2 separate regions of the Triticum aestivum genome follow, and region 2 is linked to region 1. A link is a contact called in public Hi-C data. All regions are on one chromosome and are shown on one strand. Each heading gives the region's core, a stretch centred on a gene start, on an enhancer-like site or on the middle of the called end of the contact. The rest is flanking DNA. Distances are from core to core; before and after follow the strand shown.

What was found. Hi-C and Micro-C count contacts between places; a contact is called where the count stands out from the background.
Region 2: a Hi-C map of leaf shows a contact between it and region 1, with 3 times the contacts expected there. The contact joins the promoter of LOC123053156 here to the enhancer-like site in region 1. A contact is called at or near these places in 2 of 5 Hi-C or Micro-C datasets (both in leaf).

What each region holds. Positions count from the first base shown.
Region 1 is chr2D:360,558,508-360,563,622 of IWGSC CS RefSeq v2.1, reverse strand. No RefSeq gene overlaps it. Among protein-coding and RNA genes, the nearest start is that of LOC123053155, 17 kb to the right of the region's middle. Within about 2 kb of position 2,747, at least 7 of the 8 cell types and tissues checked have an H3K27ac peak or open chromatin away from gene starts, as enhancers often do. A contact at or near this core is called in leaf, where this site is marked.
Region 2 is chr2D:360,597,139-360,602,253 of IWGSC CS RefSeq v2.1, reverse strand. LOC123053156 (ACT domain-containing protein ACR6) reads right to left here and starts at 2,805. Exons shown (of 4, transcript XM_044476571.1): 1 at 2,510-2,805; 2 at 2,078-2,238; 3 at 1,902-1,969; 4 at 449-1,808. The coding sequence starts at 2,571. The coding sequence ends at 768.

The sequences.
Region 1 (5,115 bases), core at 1,498-3,997:
TCCAACAATACCGCCGAACCAAAGTATGACATGCTGGTAAGCAGTATGACTTATATCGCCCACAACTCACTTGTGTTCTACTCGTGCATATAACATCTACGCATAAAACCAGGCTCGGATGCCACTGTTGGGGAACGTAGTAATTTTAAAAAATTCCTACGCACACACAGGATCATGGTGATGCATAGCAACGAGAGGGGAGAGTGTTGTCCACGTACCCTCGTAGACCGAAAGCGGAAGCGTTAGCACAACGCGGTTGATGTAGTCGTACGTCTTCACGATCCGACCGATCAAGTACCGAACGCACGGCACCTCCGAGTTCAGCACACGTTCAGCCCGATGACGTCCCTCGAACTCCGATCCAGCCGAGTGTTGAGGGAGAGTTTCGTCAGCACGACGGCGTGGTGACGATGATGATGTTCTACCGATGCAGGGCTTCGCCTAAGCACCGCTACAGTATTATCGAGGTGGATTATGGTGGAGGGGGGCACCGCACACGGCTAAGAGATCAAGAGATCAATTGTTGTGTCTCCAAGGGGTGCCCCCCTCCCCGTATATAAAGGAGTGGAGGAGGGGGAGGGCCGGCCCTCTCTATGGCGCGCCCTAGGAGGAGTCCTACTACCACCGGGAGTAGGATTCCCCCCTTCCAAGTAGTAGGAGTAGGAGTCAAGGAAAGGGGAGAGAGAAGAGAAGGAAGGAGAGGGCGCAGCCCCTCCCCCTAGTCCAATTCAGACTAGGCCTTGGGGGGTGCGCAGCCTCTCCTCTCTCTTTCCCCTAAAGCCCAATAAGGCCCATATACTCCCCGGCGAATTCTCGTAACTCTCCGGTACTCCGAAAAATACCCGAATCACTCGGAACCTTTCCAATGTCCGAATATAGTCGTCCAATATATCGATCTTTACGTCTCAACCATTTCGAGACTCCTCGTCATGTCCCCGATCTCATCCGGGACTCCGAACTACCTTCGGTACATCAAAACACATAAACTCATAATATAACCGTCATCGAACTTTAAGCGCGCGGACCCTACGGGTTCGAGAACAATGTACACATGACCGAGACACGTCTCCGGTCAATAACCAATAGCGGAACATGGATGCTCATATTGGCTCCCACATATTCTGCGAAGATCTTTAACGGTCAGACCGCATAACAACATACGTTGTTCCCTTTGTCATCGGTATGTTACTTGCCCGAGATTCGATTATCAGTATCTCAATACCTAGTTCAATCTCGTTATCGGCAAGTCTCTTTACTCGTTCCGTAATACATCATCCCGCAACTAACTCATTAGTTGCAATGCTTGCAAGGCTTATAGTGATGTGCATTACCGAGTGGGCCCAGAGATACCTCTCCGACAATCGGAGTGACAAATCCTAATCTCGAAATATGCCAACCCAACAAGTACCTTCGGAGACACCTGTAGAGCACCTTTATAATCACCCAGTTACGTTGTGACGTTTGGTAGCACACATAGTGTTCCTCTGGTAAACGGGAGTTGCATAATCTCATAGTCATAGAACATGTATAAGTCATGAAGAAAGCAATAGCAGAATAGTAAACGATCGTGTGCTAAGCTAACGAAATGGGTCAAGTCAATCACATCATTTGTGATCCCGTTAATCAAATGACAACTCACGTCTATGGCTAGGAAACATAACCATCTTTGATCAACGAGCTAGTCAAGTAGAGGCATACTAGTGACACTATGTTTGTCTATGTATTCACACATGTATTATGTTTCTGGTTAATACAATTCTAGCATGAATAATAAACATTTATCATGATATAATGAAATAAATAATAACTTTATTATTACCTCTAGGACATATTTCCTTCAATTTGAACGGTGGAGGGCGCCGACTGGCCGCACAGACCACGCTCCTAGACACAACCGCTGACAGGCGCGGCCCACCCACAAAAGGGCCCACAAGTCAGCGTGAACCGGTCGAAACCGCGGAGTAAGCAGGACCGCGAGGGAATGGTAACTATTCGTTGCTACAGTTTCGTGGCTTTGATCCGACGGCCCAGCCCCTCCCACCGCGAGATCCAACGGTCGAAAACGCATCACGCAGTTCGATCTGGCGGCCGAGAGTCGCTAATCGCTGTGAGAGTTCTGTTCCCCCTAGGTTATTGTTTCTTGATGCGTTAATAGGCTACTGATACTACTACCTACCAGATTGTTTCGTCGGGTCTGACGTGGCGACGGGGCCTGGTGCGGCCGATAAAAAGCTGGGGTTTTGGCGCGCGCATCAGCCAGCACGCCCGACAGTAGTTGAGCCGCTTGACACTTTTGACAGAGACAGGGTTGCACACTTGCACTTGGATTAGTATTTTCTCTTGGTAGGAGCATCACTGACTCAAGCATCTGCACTGTGAGGCTACAAATACGTCAGCGGCCATGCGGAAGCGCAAGAAGAAGGGAGGCGTGCGAAACCGTTATCTTCTCGTCTTGTCCCTCTATCCATTAGCTAGGCCGCCGGGGATGAGATTGGATAACAAGAGGCCGGCTCTGGCTTTGCAGCGCTCCACGTCACCCGAATACGAACCCCCAACTAACAAACTACTAGTAGCAGTGTACGTAGGCTGTACGCACGCCGTATCCTCTTGGACGTTCTCTCTGGCGAGATCGAGGAGATCTTAGCAGCCGATCCTTTTCCTCGGAGGAACGTGCTCGTGCTGCACGGCGCATCAGGGCCGACCACGACGTGAGGGCTAGCCAGGCCCGGCACACCGTGGCGCCTACCTGTGGCCGGACAGCGACACGACGGTGCCGAGAGAGTCCACGTCGCCGCCACATGGATAGAATAGCCAGGCAGCTAGGCTGGGCCGCGGCCGGCGAGCGGCGCCTTGATCCCGTTATCCGTGACACGATCACGAGGCTAGCTGCAAAAGAAATCTACGCTGGATTGGATAAGCGCGCACGTACCAGAGTGGAGAGAATAATAATGAAATGGTTTCCGGTGGATTGGATTCGTGCGTCCCACGAGTTGCTCGTGTGATGCTCCTTCCTTCCTTTCGGTGCCATCTGCTTTGCCCCGGGGAAGCGACTGCTACTTTTCTTTCTGCTGGTGCGGCCCCCGTCACTGGGCTGTTCCGGTGAGCGGTCGAGTCCAGCTTTGCACTCCGAGTAAGTAACCTGACGTCTGCATGTGGCTGCTTGCCCACCCGTGTCGACCTGCCGGAGATACTCTCCTCTGAAGTCTGGGCACGCACGCTAAAGCCAACTCCACCGCATGACCCAAACGGATGTTCGTTTTGTCCGGATTCTGTCCGTTCGGGTAGGGTAATGGGATCGTGTCCGGGCCTGTTCTGGGATGCGGTGGCCGTGCGCCCAGTGCGCGGACGCTTCCCGGCCGCATCCTGTCCGCGTACATTTTTTTTTCAAGTCCTTAACTTCTTTTCATCATTCATTTTCGGTACATGAAAAATACATCATTACATTTTAACTAGTAAAGCAAGGCCAAACAAAACAAGAACAATAAGAATACATTTTAGAAGATACCCAACTTCCATAACTGCTCCCTTGAGTTGGGCTAGGGCCTTCTCGCTGCACTCATTGGTGATCTGTGGAGGAGGCTCGATCTGGCATCCTCCTTTCTTCTTCAAGCCAGAAGTCGATGTTGCTTCCTCACACCTAGTCTCGTGTCTAGCCTCTAATCTAGCAACAAGTGCACTTGTCTCATCTACAGCCTCTATGCTAGCTAAAAGTGCACGAACATGTACTAAATTTTGCTCTATCAATATATCGATGTACTCTTCTTCCCAATACCAAAACTTGCATCCATGCTACACAATAAAATTTGTAGTTAGCACAACTAGTCAAAACTAGAGCACAAACCGAAGCTAAAAAGAGCACATACCCCATCGTTTAAGCACTTGATGAACACCCATCCGGTATGTTCCGGCGTTGTAGACACGCGGCGCACGACCATCCTTGGGCAGTGGTCGCACTTAATGAGTGGCAACGGTGCGCCGGCGAGCTTTTGGGCGAGCACCGAGCCCGGCCGACCGCCATTCGTGTATCTGCCGGCGGACCACCGACGGTGCAGATCCGAGCGGCTAGAGGAGGAGGCACTGGCTGCATGTGGCTTTGCGGCCCTGCCAGGGCCTTCCGGCGAGGTGCCCGGCCAGTCCATGGCGCGGCCCGGCCTCCCACAGCCGGGCGAGCTCAAGACCGACCGGATCCGCCCCAAATCCGGCCGGCGGGTGCGCAAACCAGGTGGTCGTGGTTGGGTAGCTCGGCAGCACCGAGGGGAAGGGGTTGGGCGAGCGCGCGTCCGAACTGCACGGCTGCAATGGCAGCGGCGGCGGCGGCAGCGAGGGGAAGAGTGGGGAAGAGTGGAGGGGGTGCGGCCGGAGGGAGGGAGGGGCGGATAGAAAAAGGCCCGCCCTGTGCCACCGACGGACGGGCCATGGGAGGACACGCGCAGACGACCGGCGCGTCCGCGTGGTGTCCGTTTCACCCCAAAAACGGCGCAAACTTGGGCCGCGGATGGGTCAAAAGCGGACACAAAACGGACAAAAGTTTGTTTGCTCCCGCGCGCTGGGCCGCCTCGTTTGTCCGTTTTATCTCAAACGGACAGGGGCGGACAGGATAGAGTCGCGCGATGGAGTTGGCCTAAGAACGAATGACGCATATGTTTGGTCGGAATCTGTGGCCGTTCACACGCCCAACTGTTTTTGCCCTTTCGGGTTCTCTCTTGTTGCTTGCTTTGGTCCAACGAAACCGCAGCTTGGCCTCGCTCGGTGTTCATCCATCTGGAGCACCGATGAAGGGATTCACCAATGTATTGCTGTACTACTCATATTCGAACAACTCAGCAGCTATCAGCTGAATCTTTGCGCTCGTGGTACAGCTTCCTTGGCGTGCAATCGGTATCTTTACGATATTAATATATTATCTTTCTTAAAAAAAAAAGAACTTCGTTGGCTGTCGCTGATAAATATCTTCCCTTCTCCTCCACTTAAAAAAAGGCAGTCCTTCGCTCCATCAAAAACAACGAATGGATCTTTTTCACTGGCGTATTTTCTACTGGTTTTTCCAGCAAGCCTAAGCTAGTATTAAGCCCATGTTTCTCGCCAAGTGACACGAGATGTGGTCGTCAATACAGA
Region 2 (5,115 bases), core at 1,556-4,055, 39 kb before region 1:
GAGGCGGCCCACCTTGAGCGCTATAAGGCGCATTGGATTGCAAAGGAGGGGACCAACGCCGAGCGGCACATGCGCCGGGAGCAGCAGCGCGAGGAGGAGCACGCCTCGCCGGCGACCCCCTGTATTCATCGACCTCACCGGCGGCGGCGACGACGACAAGGGCAACTGCAAAGCGGTCTACTGGGGCAGCGTGCAGGTGTTTATTAGAGTTTTTTTAATGTTTAGTTATATGTTTAAGTGGACTTTGGCTGGCGTTTGACCGGTCATTTATGTATAATTATGCTTAATTAAGTCAGTTCCGGTCACGTGCCTTCCGTTCGGCGCGTCTGCCGATCCAAATCAAAGCGAACAAAGCGCGCGTCCGTTTTGGTCGGCGCTTGGAGTTGCTCTAACAAATGCAAATGAACACCTTGCAAATTCTAAACACAGGACACACGATGCATGCACGTATTTACAAGTTTCCTTATTGATATATTTCTCCACAAGAATATATGTACAAGATGAGTATTTACAGAGATTCTAGTGGTGCAACACTATTCCAGTATATACCCAAGCTAAACTAGTTGCTATGATGCTATCCTTTCTGAGCTGACCTAACATTTCTTTCCAGAGCTAGTTTGTGCTACCCTGTCTACACAACCTATCTACACCAGACTAGCTTGATCATCACCATCATCTTCTCACCGGAAGGACTGGACCAATATGTACACTGAGATCTGTATCTGTGAACCCTACATATGATTTCTGTATGTATTACTAGTTCTATACTAGTAGAGCTTGATGAGGCCGAAGTTCTGGAACGGACGGTAGAACTTGAAGAGGTTCCCGAAGAGGAACGCCGTCGAGCCGGCGGCGACGTCGGAGCTGGAACCGCCGTCGTCGGCCAACGGGTTGTTCTTTACTCGCAGCGTGGCCTCGCCGATCTGCGCGCGGATGGCCTCGATCGTCTTGGCTTCCACTGGGTGGCCCTGCGGGTCCGACAGGTAGAAGGTGTCCACGGCCTCCCCGTCCTCGGACGATATCTCGGCGCGCCGTATCGTCAGCCCGTTCTCCCGGAAGATGCGGGTGACGTCGGAGAGCAGGCCAGCGCGGTCATCTGTGCGGACCTCCAGCTCCAGCCCGTCGGCGGTGCGGCGCTCCACGGCGGCCTCGAGGCACTGGACGACGCGCCGGCGCTCGGCCTCGGAGCTCACCGGGTGGCCGTCCACGTGCCTGATGTAGTACTCCTGGTAGGCGCCGCCGCCCGCCTCGGAGCTCACGGTGCCGTGGTGGACCACGTACTGCATGTCGGTGATGGTGCACACGGTGTCGAACAGCAGCTTGGGCCGGTCCCTGCACCGGACCACCACCACGGTGTACCCGCGCTCGGCGCAGTGCGTCACGGAGACCTCCGTCCGCGGGTCCGGCCGTCCGGCGGCGCCGTAGTCCCGGTCCTCGAACATCATCTGGTGCAGGCGGCGCTCCTTGTGCGTCAGGCTCGCCGCGGCCGCCGCTCGCACGACGTTCTGCCCGCGCAGCAGGTTGTCGAGGCGCCGGCTGATGTCGGCGATGCGGGCCTCGTCCTCGATGGCGCCGCCCGCGGCTTTGGCCGCGTCCGTGACCTGCACGACGGCCGCGACGCGCGTGTTGTGCGTCCAGAGCTCGGCGCTCCGGACCGCGCACTGCATGCCGGCGAGCACCGCGCACACCTCGGACAGCAGGCCCGGGCGGTCGGTGCCCGTGAGCTCGATCGACGTGTACTCCTCCGACGGCACGATGCCCACCGTGTTGCGCGCCTCCGGGTAGTAGCAGTCCTCGGCTTCCAACGTCTGCATACACACAACAAACTCAATCCTCAAAAACTCCTTCTCGCCACATAAAAAACTCCATCGTCCGGGCACCAAAAATTTTCAGTGAATTACCGTCTGGATGTAGGAGATGGTTGGCGTGTCAAGAACCTTGTTCCCGTCACGGTCAGTGACATTGAACACTGCGGACAACAAGGGGAAAACGAAGAACAGAAATTTGTTAGATTCCGCGGAAATTGGGCGGAGGGCTAGAAGAACTAGAAGTCTTGATGGCCGTCTGGCGCACTCACCGTCCATGAACCAGCTGCCGTCGGAGGAGAAGTAGGCCTTGCGGATGACGAGGTTGAGGTCGGCGATGACCTGGACGACGGCGAGGAGGGTGCCGTGGCTGTTGACGCTGTCCACCCGGATGACGGTTGCGTCGTCGGAGGCTTCGTTGTCGATCACAACCCTGCAACAGCACGTCCAATCCCCAAATCATGAGAACAGAGCAGAGCGAGGATGGGACGAGGAGCAGAGGATTCCCAATTTCGATACAACCAAGGACCGTCCTTTCGGAACAGAGATTTGAGGATCAAGGAAGGAAGAACACACCAACAAAAGGAAACCAGAACCAAAATTTGTGCAGGTCAAGAACTGCAAAAATCGAAATGGAGCCCAAGAAATCCCTAAAACGAAGCTAACTTTAGAAAAAGTAAAGGGCGGCTAATCGAGTTGCTCACCTCGGCGGGTTCATCCCCCGGACGAGCTTGGCGTACTCGTCGTGGTCGTCTGCGAGAGCCATGGCGGGCACACCCTCACTCGCATCAACAGCTTAGCTTCACTTTGCACGAAGCAGAGAGGCGGCAGGCAAGAGGAGACGTCGAAGCAGAGAGAGAGAGAGAGAGAGAGAGAGAGAGCGCTTATGAATTGTGTTGGGCTTGCCCGGACAGACAACCGAAAAGCTTCGTGTCCGGTGGCTTTTATGCGAGGCGGCGAGCACGGATGAACGGGTTGATGCCGATGAATTTTGTAGAGCCTATAATTGGTAGGGGATATATATGTCGGACGTGAAACGGAATTACGCAATCATAGGTAGGTAATTAACTGGTAGCTAGAAGATTCCAAATTGTTGATTCTTTTCTATACCCCTTGTTATTGGAACGTGTCTTTCTTGCCCATACTTGTCAATTTTTTACTTTTCTCTTTAGTAGCCGTCGCTTAGCATGACCTGGTGTGCATGATAAACATGTAAAACTTGGGAATGAAGATGAAAAGTTTAGGAAAAGAATTTTTGGCAACATAAACTGACATTCAAATTCCAAAGATATGTCTTATTTCAAATGAAAACGTCATGAGGAACGAAGGGAACTTAAGACTCCATCATCAGCTTCTAGTAAAACAAAAATGATTGTCCCTCATTCCCTCAAAAGAAGATTTGTTTGTCCCTTGACAATATTTTTTATTTATATTCGGCCTCAGACATACAAGCAAGGATCTCATATTTCTTTCATTTTTCAGTGACATGTTACTTTTTAGCTTTTAGCAAACTAGAGACATAACTCTTATCGACAAGACACCAACCGTCTCAACTTATTAAGTAGTTCCACGCATCAACAAGTTTTATTGATTACCTTGCGTTAGCCCGTTCACTTCAAAAGACAAGGGTAATAATAATTGTTGGCAACTTTTTTTGAAAGATAAAGCTTTATTAATTAGAAATAACGGTTATATCGTGTAAAACCGGTTGTGTGGAAGTAAGTTGCCAACAACACGGTTGGCAACTTACTTCCACACCCATCTTCCTATCTAGACTTCGCCAAGCCATGAAAATGGAAAATAAAGGAAGTGCATTTGATGCACTCTGGAGACAACCAAACATCTTATGATTTTTGGTCGCGTCCCATCTAGTTGTGAGTGGCAACTGAGATGAGGTTGTTGGCCCTCATCCTTTCACGGGGAATCCAAGAATATTCGTCGTCGATGGGTTAGAGGCCTATCATTTTGCGGGGCGGGGGGGGGGGGGGGTGTTCCATTAGTATGTTGGCTCTTTTCGTTGCTCGGGCACAAACTCTATTGCCGCATCTTATAGGCTCAAAAGAGCTTGGTTATTAATGTTTTTGAAGATATCCACGGCGAGTTGCCAACCGCCAACACCTCATTATAACAGAGTAGGATTTAGCGCACTCACGTAGCGGCCTTTCCCCCTTGTTCAATCTTGTGCGTTTTTTATGTCCCCTTGCCGAGTTTGTACATTGTATGGAATTGAGAACATGGAACATAATTTGTATTTACGTTGGTAAGTGTGGGCATCCAATTTCATGCATTCAACATGATGTAGGGTGGAACCCTAGATGGCCGATCTTTCATGAAAGGAGCGGATCCCTACGAAGAACGTGATGAACACGAGGGGAAACACGAGGGAAACACGAGGGGAACACGAGAGAAATCACTCAACCAACAAGAATAGATCACACATGCGCTAGATCGATGAACACAAAGGTAAGATACAAGATCCAAATCCAACAAAGGACGATACAAAGGTAACCGGTTCTTCTCCGTAAGGAGGTCTTGATGGGGGTCTTCTCCGTGCGGAGGTCTTGAATCCAAGGTGGATCTTCTCCGTAGAGGGGCCGCGGTCTCTCTCGTGGAGTAGATCCGTAATGGATGACCAAAGCTCTATCTCACATATGAGCTAATCCTTTGCTAACCCTAGAAAGATGGAGGAGAAAGAGTATATATAGTCTAGGGGGTCGAAGGGTACACGGGCCTCGGCCCTTACTGTGCGCAGACAGGGGTGGCCAGATGTCCGGGCGACGGGCCGGATGTCCGGGGCTTCAGGAGGGGCCGGATGTCCGGGCTGGGGGCCGGATGTCCGGGCTGGGGGTAAAACTTTTGGATGTCTTCTATCGTCGATGCCGGATTTCCGGGGGAAGGGCAGGATGTCCGGGCTTTGGCGAGGCGCCGGATGTCCGGGGCTGGCGCCAGATGTCCGGCCGCTGATGCTGTTGGCCGTGTGTTGGTGCAGCTCCTTGGCGGCTGCACAGGCGCCGGATGTCCGGCCTTTGGCCCGGATGTCCGGCCGCTGTAGCTTCAGCAGCTCCGTCTTCTTCCGTCGTCGCTTCCAGGCCTCCCTCGCGGATGGTGTAGTTGTACCTTGGCGCTTGCACTCCTCCTCGTCGTCCGTAGTGTTCCGACAATACCTATGCATGCACACGAGTGGAGTGTCAAGTAGTATACCATCCTCGAAGGGGTCAAGTGAGCACGTGTAAAGGAGATGATTCACCTTTGCGTATGTGAAGTAGATGTCGCACGTGTCACTCGCCGAATAGACTCTTGATATGGTGAT